Linked DNA regions of Sus scrofa: regions 1 and 3 are each linked to region 2. Evidence: chromatin contacts called from public promoter capture Hi-C data. All regions are on one chromosome and are shown on one strand. The core of a region is the stretch at or near the end of the contact, and the rest is flanking DNA. Distances in the headings are between cores, read along the strand shown. Region 1 overlaps ST6GAL1 (beta-galactoside alpha-2,6-sialyltransferase 1). Region 2 holds the start of ADIPOQ (adiponectin, C1Q and collagen domain containing). Region 3 overlaps LOC100519216 (a long non-coding RNA gene).

Region 1 (3,756 bases), core at 170-2,669, 130 kb before region 2:
CACTCTATCCATCAATTTAATTTGAAGTGGATCTTAGACCCACATGTGAAAATTCAAACTATAAAATTTCTAGAAGAAAATATAGGAGACTATCTTCATAATCTTGGGGTAGGCAAAGATTTCTCAGACAAGACACAAAGGCACTAATAATAAAAGGAAAAATAATGAATACAAACTTCAACACATTTAAAGTCCAAGTAAATAACTTTTAAATAAAAAGTGACCCTACCAACTAATTTTAGTTTTCAGTGTGAGAAAGACTTAAGATCCAGGCTTAGAGATGACTGTCCCAAAGCGAGTACATGCACCCAAGATGTTTTAGGACCTCACATAGGGTACCAGCCTTGTATCTCGCCAACATGGTAGGCTCAGAATTAGGAAACATTTACAAGAACAAGACAAGGTTTTTGTCACTGGGCCATCAGAGTAGCCCTAGGAGATAGACTCACCTAGACTACTGAGCAATGTAATTCCACCTGCAGTCCTAAAGTCACTCAGGCAAAGAAGAAAGCAGGTTGGGTTAGAGTTGACACACTGAGGGCCAGAAACACAAGAAAATTTTAAAAGCACCTGATCACTCTCCCTCCATTTTTTTTTTTTAATAGCCATACCCACGGCATATGGAAGTTCCCAGGCCAGGGATGGATTTCAAGCCACAGCTGTGACGTACATCACAGCTGTGGCAACACCAGATCCTTTATCCCACTGTGCCAGGCCAGGGAGAACCCGTGCTTCCACAGTGACCCAAGCCACTGCGGTCAGGTTCTTAGCCCACTCCTCCAAAGTGGGAACTCCTCTATTCCATTCTCATAGACGGAAAACTGACGTCCAGTGCAACAGAGAAGGCTACAGCACCAGTTTGTGACAGAGCCAAAATGGAACTCAGATTTCCTGGCTCCCTGTCAAATCCTTCTGTCATCACGTCTGGCTTCAGGGTCTGGCCAGACTTCCCAGAAGATGGAAGGGACTCACACTGGTCCTAAAAATGTGAATACTTGAGCCAGTGTTTGTGAAGTTCTCGGGATACTGTCCAACATACAAGAGGCGCTCAGGAAAGAATACTATTACTAGGTTAGGTTGGACTTGCCAGATAAGCAGTGACAAAGGTGGCCTCAAAGTCAACATTTGAATAGCCAGGCTCATTTCATACCAAGATTATTCCTCTACCTGCCTAGCACCTCACACTACCAGGCACTTCCATCCAAGGAGAGCCAGGGAGGCCTGGGCCTTCTCGAACCCACAGAGTATGAAGACTAAAAAAGGAAATATCTCTCCTTTCTGTTGATATGCTCAGAGTCCATATTTACCCCTGGGGCAGAGGGGGTGGGGACCGGAAAGCTACAGATTGGACATGAACAGACCACAGAACTGTCGTCATCCCAAATGCCTGGCAAGGACGGATGGAACAGATGGGAACTGGCGAACTGTTGAAAGAGAGAAGCTGCTTAGGGGTGAGAAACCATTGGGTTGAGGGAAGACCATTGCCTCCCAGGGTATGTGGAAGTGCAGGCACAGGGAAGTCCTTTCACCTTCCCAGTCAGAAATATGATTGAATTCATTTGCCTCAACCCACTTTGCAGCCCCACCTCCCCCTATGCTACACATACCTTCTAACATCACAGGCAGGTTTTTGCAAGTCTCTCCACTCAGCCAACACCGACTTATGAAGGGCTACACTGGTCAGGCCCGGGGCTGGGCACTGAGAATGCAGGGGTGACTGCAGAGGAGAAAAGGAATCACAGCACAGTGGGTAGCACTTGGAGAAGCTGGTCATCCAGTCTGGATGGTTGGAGAAGCCTGCTGAGGAGGCATCACCACTTGAACATGAAGAGGAGGAAGAGTCGGGACAGACAAGGAGGGGTGGATGGAATGAGTCTGTTCAGGTACCTCCTTGGTCACGTTTTGCTTTTCCCTAAGAATGTGGGTTCACCTTATCAGTTAGACAGTCTTGATTTGTGTTGCTAAGCATAAAGAAACACTTGATACCTTCCATAAACCTGACAGCTGATGCTAACCATAAGTGAGAGCCCTGGAATCAATAAGTATGTGAAGTATCAACCATTGTCTGTGAAATGATGCTCTCGCTAACCTTAAAAACAAGATTTCCTTAAAAACCTGTTCAAAGCTTCAGGGACGTGAAATTGTTGACTCGCCTCCCATTTGTTACAGATTGATCCCAAACCTGCAGTGTGGATAATGAAATACAATGTACCCACACCTATGGTAAGATCTGAGCTAATTATAATAGAACAGCTGCTTAGACCTAGGGGACAAAGCTCTGCCTTTTGAGGAGCAGAAAATAAAAGCAAAGCACAATGCTTTTCTTTTCATTATATTTATGGAGGGCCTTTTATGTGCAAGACGCTGTGCTAAAGGCTACATTATCTCACTAAAACCACCTGAAGTCTCTGTGAGGCATGTGCTATAATCCCATTTTACAGATGAGGAAGCTCAAGGGCAGAAAGGTTATGTAATTTGCCCAAAGACAATACCTAGAATGTTCTGGAACTGAGATTTAAACCCACATTTACATTTGATTGAGTCCGAATTAGGTGTAGGACCCTCTTCTTAGTACTCCTCAAGTCCTGACTCCTTTAAGCCTCCCAGGGTTAAAGGAGCTGCCACTGTCCTCCCCATTTTAGATGAAGAAATGAAGCAAAGAAAGACTAGATAGGGTGCTCAATGTCCCACGTCTTCCTCACTCCAAAGCGCATGATGGAGCCACGTGCCTTTGGGATGTGGAAGGAAATGGGAAGTCATCCCCTCCCCGCAGTCTCTGTGCAGTTCGGAATGGAGCTCCAGCCTGTGGCTTTGGCAGGCTCAGGCTGAACTTCGGGGAAGTGCCCGGTCTAGAACTAAAGGTTTCAAGGATTACGCTTGGCCCTCACCATCAGTCTGAAAAACAAAACAAAACAAAACCAAAAAAACCCATTTAACCAACCTTCCTCCAAGGAAGGTGTCCTGCACTGACGGTGGCCTCACCTGCTCCTCTGGTCAGTTACATCAGGGATGCTCTAAGAAGCACGTGGGGAAGGACATATAAACCCTTGGAACGTTTTGACCCTTGTTTACTTGAGCAAAACTGTGGGTAAATTTTCACACCCAATCCTGGTGATTTTATGACAAAACTGAGGAGCTTATATGTCAACTGCTGCTGAGAAACAAAAGCTTGTGCTGTACGGCTTAAACTTATACAGTGCTGTATGGCAATTACATTTCAATAAAAGTGGAGGGGAAAAAAAAGCCAGAAGCAACACCTTAAGAAAATGGAAGTAATATGCCAGAACAACCAATACATTTTTAAAATGTTTATCAGCTTTCTGACTTAGAATTCAAAGTTTGGGGTATTGCTTATAAAAATATGGTTTTAAATTTATGATTATGACTATCCTTATAAATAATATATAATTACAATTATAAATTGATAATTTTATAATCTAATTATAAAAGATATAAAGGCAAGTAAAGGAATTCCCCGGTGGCCTGATAGTTAAGGATCTAATCTTGCCACAGGATCCTTGGTCCTGGGGAGTTTCCACAGGCTGTAAACATGGCCATAAATAAATAAATAAATAAATACATAAATACATAAATAATAAAATGAAGTTGCAGGCAGTTGCATCAAAAACAATGCCATTTTTTTTCCCTTTTTTTTTGGTTATTATTTTTGGCCACACTCATGGCATGTGGAAGTTCCCAGGCCAGAGGTGGAATCAGAGCTGCATCTGCGATCTATGCCACAGATGAAGCACTGCC
Region 2 (4,206 bases), core at 221-2,720:
GAAATGACAAGAAGCAAGTCTTGTGTCTCTTTACAACTCCTCAAGAATTAAGGGAGGGAGGCAGCAAGAACAGCCAGTTAAGCTGCATGGCTCCCTTTCCACTGCTCAGCTTCCAGAACAAAGCTGACACCCTCATGTTTCTTTGTGCATATTCTGCCAGTATCAAGGCCCCCCTATTCCCCAACCTTGTCAGGATGAGCCAACCTTACCCCAAATGGATGGAGTTACCAGGAGCGAGGTGGCTGCACCGCTTGCAACGCTTGATCTGAAAATCCAAAACCTCTCCAGGAGTTCCCATCATGGCTCAGTGGTTAACGAATCCAACTGGGAACCATGAGGTTGCAGGTTCGATCCCTGGCCTCGCTCAGCGGGTTAAGGATCCATCGTGGCTGTGAGCTGTGGTGTAGGTCACAGACGCGGCTCAGATCTGGTGGTGTTGTGTTGCAGGCCAGCAGCTACAGCTCTGATTAGACCCCTAGCCTGGTAACCTCCGTATGCCACCGGTGCGGCCCTAGAAAAGAAAAAAAAAAAAAAACGAAAAAGAAAAAAATTCTCCAGAGCAGGGACCCACATCTCCTGACACCCAAGGGCTGGCCTGATCTCTAAAATCCCTCCCACTCAGTCTCTGCATCTATGGCTGCAAACAACCAGGAGGCCACAAGTGCAATGCTCCCTGGGACAAGCAGGATTGGGCTTGGGAAAGGCGGGGCAGATCCAGTTGTTCTGTCAGAGGATGTCTGCTACAAAGAAAATGTTGCATGAGCTCCCTGTACATGGCAGGCCCTGTGCTCACTCTACTTCATTTGAACATCTCAGTCACCTTGTGTGGTACCTCCACATGGGTGCAGACATGCCCATGTTTACAGATACCCCCAAAGCTACAGATAATGACTGGGCCCCACCCATCTTTGTTTCTCACGAACCCTACCCAGAGTCTGGTCCGTTGAATCTGCTCAATAAACACTGCTGACTAGAATCCAGTGGTAGAGTTGAATTCCAAACTCAGTCTCCCCAGGCTGCATCTTCATGTGCTCCTTTCTCTGCCCTACCTGGTCAAGTGGAGAAGCAATTCATCCCCTGCTCCTCTTATCTAAATGGACTTTATCGCTGGACCATGCTTCCTGCTTCACTGACCCCAACATTTTCTTTAGTTAGCCATCTCACCACAGAGTGAATTGGGCAAAATTCAGGATGGTTCCAGGCATCCTGATCACAATGAACAATTCCCTTTTCTCTAGGAGCCGTGGGGAAATTAAGGAAGAAACCCAAGGCCAGTCTGCCTCCACCAGGGCTGCCCTGGCCAGGGTTTTGCCTATATCACCTCCCCACCCTGCCACGATGGGGAAAGCATGAGCACGCCCCAACCCCAGGTTCCCTTTCGGGACAGCCACCTTTACCTACAGCCTGGAATTCCAATCACTTGTCCTTACCCTCAGGTGTGGAATCAGAGCCACAGACTGCAGTCAGGATGGAAATGAGGAGAAGGTGGCCCAGCCTCTGCAGCCTGGTACTCATGGGGAAGGCAGTCCCCACCTCGAAATTGTTGCTTCCCATTGGCCAGCGTGCTGAGGCCCAGAGACCAGTGGGTGGGCTCACACCCCTGGCGGCTGCTTCAGGTCTCCACCCTGGGGAACCTGGTGCAACCCAGCTCCAGCTTGGGAAGCCAAGTGGGGCTTCAGTCACCACACTCACGTTTCCAGGCCTCGGCCCTTAGACTTGCCTCCTATAACAGGGACAGAAAATGGGGCCAAGGGTCAATACTAGAGGCAGGAAAACAATATATTTCCTTATGTAAAATTAATGGCCTGGTGGTCCAGGAGACCTCCCTCTCCCCAGAGATTTGCTCTAATAAGTCCAGGGAACCAATTACACCATCACACTCATTGTGCACGACAGGGAAAAGGAAATGAAATATAGCAAGAAATACAATGCATCCTTCACTTTCTGGCCTGAACTCCAGACTGGGGGAAGACTTTGCATGTTAATTTGGAGAACTGATGTGAGGAGATGTTTCTGAGGCAGTATAAGGCAGGGCCAGATTAAAACCATTGAAAGGCCCTGAATTCCAAAAGATGTTGGAGCCCTCCTTGTGTGGGATTCAAATTAAATATATCGGAAAAACATTTATTAAATAGAATATTAGAATATCGTCTTTCACTGTTTTTTGTTGCCAAAACTCTGGAGATGTTTTTGAAAACCAACTTTTTTTTTTTTTTTTTTTTTTTTTTGCCATTTCTTGGGCCGCTCCCGCGGCATATGGAGGTTCCCAGGCTAGGGGTCGAATCGGAGCTGTAGCTGCCGGTCTACACCAGAGCCATAGCAATGCTGGATCCGAGCTGCGTCTGCAACCTATACCACAGCTCATGGCAACGCCGGATCTGAAAACCAACTTTTTATATATGTGTGTGAAGTGCTCCTTTTTCCAATGTCTGATGCCTGGGCCTGATCCACCTACTGGTGAACGCTGCTCTGGGCTGGAAGTGGCCTGGAGGCCCGGCGGCTCTAACCCACATCATTGTCTCTAGAAGGCTTAGGCTTAAAGTGGCAACGTTCATCACCTTGGACTCTTTTTGACAACTCCACATTCCATTTTTGAACGGCAGCATCAGAGCCAGTTCCTGCAAGCCACAGATTCTGATGCATTAAATCATGACGCCAGCAAAGGCTCAGGACCCCAGCAACAACTTCTGCAAGGCATTCAGAAACAGAATTTCTCAGGCAGAGTCTGGACGAGCCTGCCCCTAAATACCACCTCTGCTGGCCACACAGAGCCTAAAAGTCTACCAGCAAAGTCAAGTCCAATCTAAAGCTTCGTCTCCTGCTAATATGCAAGTATGTCCAGAAAAGCCCAGTAGGACTTTGAGATTGGAGTCACGAGTCTCTTCTCAAGAGCCCACTGGCTCAGTGAAGCGACTTACGAAAATTAGGTTCTAGTTTATTAGATATGTTGCACTCAGGAGAAAACAGAAACTGTGACAATTCTTGGTTACGCCAGTGTTTTATTTTTACTATGGTATCGTATTTATTTGGGGTTTGTTCCACCATGTGTCTTTCCTTCCTCAAATGTAAACTTCATGAGAGCAAGTGCCTTGCCTGTTCAATGGTTTGTCCCCAAGCCCCTAGAATAAGATCTGGTATGAGATGGGCAGTGATAAATGCTGAATCAAAAATAAGAGAGTAATGGAACTCCACATTGGGAGTTAAGAACCTGACAAGTATCTGCGAGGCTACGGGTTTGACCCCTGGCCTTGCTCAGTGGGTTAAGGATTCGGCATTGCCACAATCTATTCTAAACTGAGGCATAGGTTGCAGGTGTGGCTCGGATCTGGTGTTGCTAGTTGCTGTGGCTGCAGCTCTGATTCAACCCCTAGCCCAGAAACTTCTATGTGCCAAAGATGTGGCCGTAACAAGAAAAATAAAATTAAAAAGAGAAAAGATATTTTTTAAAAAATGATAGTAATTGTATTTAAGCTTCCCATAGAGATAGCTATGACTGTCTCCTAGTTTACAAATCAAGAGTCTGGAGTTCAGTGAAGTTAAGTGACTAGTCCAGGGCACAGACCCAAGATTTGAACCCAGTCTGTCTGACTACAAAACCTGTATGCTTTCGAGTACCTTACATCCTTCACTTCTGCTGATGGACTATTAAACCCTAAGATTCATGCACCTCCTTCAGAGTAGCTTTGGGGTTGGCATAAAAATTGTTTTCTTCCGATCCTATGAGAACAGAGCTGGTTACAACAGCTTTAACTATTGCACAAGATGGAATGACTTTAGCCCCAAAATCACACTAAGACCATGCTGGTCTGGCTGTCAGCCAGTGATATTGTGAAAGTCTGTCATTTTGAGGCTTCAAAGAAATCTACCATTCACCACGAAGGCCATCTATGGGGAAAGGAGCATTTCTGTGGCATACTGGTTTAGAAGCTGCAACTGAAAAGCATTCAGCCAGAGATGCCTTGAGGCTAGTCTTTTTCCCAGGATGCAGCTGCTACTATCTAAAATGAGACAACCAAGTGAATGTGATCCTCTCCTTCAGGAAAGGGCTACTATTCAATCCCCTGTCAACATGGGACCCAGGTTATTGAAAGAGCAGGTCACATAATTTAGTTCCCACTCGTATGGCTAAGTATTGGCATATGTTATTGCTTTAATGTGATTTTTAAAAGTAATCTCAATTGAAATAACTAAGTATAATCACTGAAT
Region 3 (3,745 bases), core at 1,165-3,664, 210 kb before region 2:
CCACTGGGATTCCCAGCATCAACAACTGTATGTCCTTGGAAAGGATTGTGGGGAGTCTGCAGTGATTGCAAGACTTCTGAGGTCTCAGTGGTGCCTCCAGGTTTAGCAGCGAGGAACCAGTTGGCAGTGGTGATATTGTACACATACTCTGCTGCAGGTGCCTGTGTCATGGCAGTGGCCAGTTGCAGGCACACACAGCATGGTAGGAACTGGAGCAGGCAGCAAGGGGTAGGGACAGCTGTAAGCTCACTGGCAGCTACTGGAGCCCCAGCTATCAGCATGTTTTCCCATGGCTGCACAGTCCTCCCCTTGGTATGTAAAATTCAGTGGAGGCCAATGATGGGGATTGGGCTGAGGGTATACAGGCACACAGTTAGAGGAACTAGCTGAACTATGCACAGTGCTTCAGGCCGGTAACATGAGGCAGGGCCTGATCTGGGCCCACAGGTAGTTGTGGGAGCCCTGGCTTTCAGCATGCTCTCCCAGTGGCAGTACAATCTCCCTCTGGGATGGGGACACTGGGTGAAGGCAGTGATGGATGTCAGCCTAGCAGCATAGAAGTGAGCTGGAGGGGCTAGTTCTGAGTATATGCACAGCAGTAGGGGTCATCCACGGGGTCTAAGTAGGTGTTCTGCACTGTTGCAGTCTCAGAGGCCTAAGCCAGGCTCTGGTGGGAGCGAGGGTGCAGGGGATGGGGAAGGTAATGGAGCAGGGAGAGGCTCAGGCAGCTGGCATCAGCAAATACACATACCTAGAGCAAAAGCTTTTTGAGATCTGCAGGGGGTCTGTGGCAGCTGTGTTGGCTGTTGATTCTTCCTCAGTGGCAGAGGCTGCTGGGTTTGTCTGTAGAGTGGGTCACTGTGAACTGTGATCGCTCCTGCTACCTGCTTTTCTTTTTGTTTTGGGCTTTCTCTATACATCTCAGCTTTTCCTCTCTGTGGAGTGAACCTAAGCAGATCCTATGTGTGATACCCCAAAAGGCTGGAGAAGCTGGCCACCCCACTATTTCTTTCCTAGAAAGGGCAATTCTTTCTAGCAGGAAGTTTTGTCTAAGAAGTGCCAGTTTAGAGGGATGGGATGATGCAGACAAAATGAAACTAATTTTCTTCTCTTCTTGTGTATTTATCCTTCCATTTTTTGCTAAGATTTCTTAAATGGAATCCAGAGCTCTCCCAGAGCTATTGTTGTTCATGACTAGCTGTCTAATTGTTGGTCTCTGTGTGGGGATAGAACTTGGGGTCTCCTATGTTGCCATTTTGGTGCCATCATTCTCCTTGTTACTACTGTCATCAGTGTTTTCTCTGTAACTTCATCACAGAACCAGGCATGGTGTATATGCACACCAATATCCATCAGTTGAACTGATGAGTGGCTGGGTCGATGGAGGAATACATTTAATTTTTTTTTACATTCTAAAAGAAAAGGGTGCAGAGATAGCTAGCAGGATTGGTGGGTGCTAGATCCAGAGTTTTAAGTGCACTTTAGCTCTGGACCAGAGAGTCTTCTAAGTGAAGGTTGCTGAGTTAGGCAATAGTAGACACTTCAGTGTAATGATAAATTTAGAAAGTGATACCACTCTTGAGTAGTGGGCTGGCAGTGTTGGTGTTCTTCCAGTTGGTAAACATGAAATACTGCTCTGTGGCTTCTGATGGAATTTACCATTATCTGACAAGAAATAACTCACATGAGTGAAACTGAAGGGAAAAAAGCTGAGGTTACTAACTGCTCGCCAAGTACAGCAGACGGTGAAATCAGCCTGGTCACCACCGGCCAAACCACCAACTCCCTTCTCTTGGTAAGCACTGCCTGGAGCACTGTAAGCTACTACAGTCGGATTATTTTATGGTAAAAGTGGCCACTCAGTGTTTCTCTATGTTTTTACTTTCACCTAGAACTCTCAGTTGAAAATACTTTATTACTCTGCTGCCAGGGCCACCCACTTTCCCTGTGAAATGTGTTCCAAGAATGGAATATTTCCTATTTGGAGAAAAAGGGTTCATGTAAAAACCTAGCAGATATTTCCCTTTTGATCTACTTCCAGAGATTCAAGAAGGTGCACAACCTTTCTTCAGCCTAAGTTGCACAGTATAGCAATCCTTCAGCTATTTTCGTGTTTGTGCCTAAGACTGCTCCTTTTCCATTTTTCTGATCATGTCTCAGGCTAGACCGTTGACAAGTGAATTTCAGGGCTTCTCAATAAAGACCTTTATGGAACTTTTCCCCACCTATTTTAAGATTCTTTCAGTCTTTCTTTGGCAAGAGGTAAAAACAAACATCTGAGAGTGAGAGCTGTGCATGATTCCAGGACAGAGCTTTCAGCCCCGACTCTGTTTGTTCAGCTGGACAGGCACACCTGTAGGCTGCTTGTGGTGGGGGGGCCATTACTGGTATGGGTGGAGCCTACTGCTGGGGTGTGAGGCATTCCCTAGAACAAAGAGCATGGAGCTGTGCTTCAGTCAGTAAGGAGAGCTCTTGATGGGGTGGGTGTGGAGCTTGCAGGTGCACGTCTCTCTCTCTTGACTGGCCTTTCTCTTTGTGGCTTCTGGCTGATGAGGTAAAGAGGAACCAGGATCTCATTTTTCCTCCCTCACGCCTAACATACACATCTTACAATAAGCAGTAGATACAAGGTAAAGGCAGCCTGGGGAGGTTGCAGAAGCTCCCTCCAGACCTGAATAGGAAAGCCCAGGGCCACCCCAAGGCCCAGATCTCCAGCTAAAAGCATCTTACAGAAATTTAGGGCCACTGTAAATTTGGCAAGCACAAATCTCTATTTCCAAACTACTTAACATCTCCTTTTCTGTCACTTCTATTTTGTGCTCCCATTCTCCTGGGACTCAGGCAAAAACCCAATCTCAGCCAAGGTGAAATTACATCTGAGTTCCAGGGAACTTGCAGTGCTAAGGGGTTAGGGTCAGGAAATGCAGTCTTGTATATTATCCGACCTTATAGCACTGCTCAGGCATCCCTCATTTATGATCTGGTCAGGAAGGGGCATTCATTCAGCTGCTTCTCTGCCTCTCCATGCTTGGGATCTCTTCAGAGCTGTCTATGGTCCCACCTGCCTGGACCAGCACCCTGTGATGCTTTGCTCTCCTGGGATTTGCAGGTCCTTCCTTCCTAGAATCTCGGCTAGGGACAGGTACACAGGGCCCTCTCTCCAGGCCCTGAGGCTGCCACCTTCCTCTCACTGTTCTTTCCAGCCTGGGTTCGGGAACTCTGTTGTAGAGGGGGTGGGGAGTTACAAGCCAGGGTGGGGGAATGTTTGTCTGCTAGGGCTGCTGTAACAGTGCCACTGACTGGGAGATTTCAACAGCAGAACTTTATTATCTGACAGTTCCAGAGCCCAGGAGTCTGGGATCAAGTTGCCTGGCTGATCCTTTTGAGGGCCATGAGGGAAAATGTCCTGTGCCTCTTCCCTGGTTTCTGGTGGTCTGCTGGCAGTCTTCAGTTTGTGGAAGCAGCACCCTGATCTCTGCCTTTATCATCACATGGCATTCTCCCTGTGTGTATGTCTGCCTCCAAATTCCCTTTTTATAAGCATACCATTCATGCTGGATTAGGGGCTCATCCTGCTCCAATATGACCTCATCTGAACGAATTACCTCTGCCACAACCCTCTTTCCGAACAAGGTCACATTCTGAGGTACTAGGGGCTAGGACTGCAACATAAGAATTTTAGGGGAACATATTCAAGCCATCACAGGAGGTGGGCAGTTTATGGGGAAAGGAATTATTTTGTTCT

Evidence for each region. Promoter capture Hi-C pulls out the DNA fragments that hold promoters and counts their contacts.
Region 1: a contact with region 2 is called in a promoter capture Hi-C map of liver, with 4 times the contacts expected there. The contact joins the enhancer-like site here to the promoter of ADIPOQ in region 2. A contact is called at or near these places in 1 of 5 promoter capture datasets (liver), 6 of 47 Hi-C or Micro-C datasets (alveolar macrophages, blood, embryonic fibroblasts and 3 more) and 1 of 2 datasets of contacts at active chromatin or transcription factors (alveolar macrophages).
Region 3: a promoter capture Hi-C map of liver shows a contact between it and region 2, with 5 times the contacts expected there. The contact joins the enhancer-like site here to the promoter of ADIPOQ in region 2. A contact is called at or near these places in 1 of 5 promoter capture datasets (liver) and 5 of 47 Hi-C or Micro-C datasets (embryonic fibroblasts, liver, mesenteric adipose tissue and 2 more).

What each region holds. Positions count from the first base shown.
Region 1 is chr13:124,760,489-124,764,244 of Sscrofa11.1, reverse strand. All of the region lies in intron 2 of ST6GAL1 (beta-galactoside alpha-2,6-sialyltransferase 1), which reads right to left. Among named protein-coding and RNA genes, the nearest start is that of ST6GAL1, 63 kb to the right of the region's middle. Within about 2 kb of position 1,419, at least 4 of the 83 cell types and tissues checked have an H3K27ac peak or open chromatin away from gene starts, as enhancers often do. A contact at or near this core is called in liver, where this site is marked.
Region 2 is chr13:124,631,170-124,635,375 of Sscrofa11.1, reverse strand. ADIPOQ (adiponectin, C1Q and collagen domain containing) reads right to left here and starts at 1,470. Exons shown (of 4, transcript NM_214370.1): 1 at 1,431-1,470.
Region 3 is chr13:124,838,255-124,841,999 of Sscrofa11.1, reverse strand. All of the region lies in intron 3 of LOC100519216 (a long non-coding RNA gene), which reads left to right. Among named protein-coding and RNA genes, the nearest start is that of RTP1, 95 kb to the left of the region's middle. Within about 2 kb of position 2,414, at least 9 of the 83 cell types and tissues checked have an H3K27ac peak or open chromatin away from gene starts, as enhancers often do. A contact at or near this core is called in liver, where this site is marked.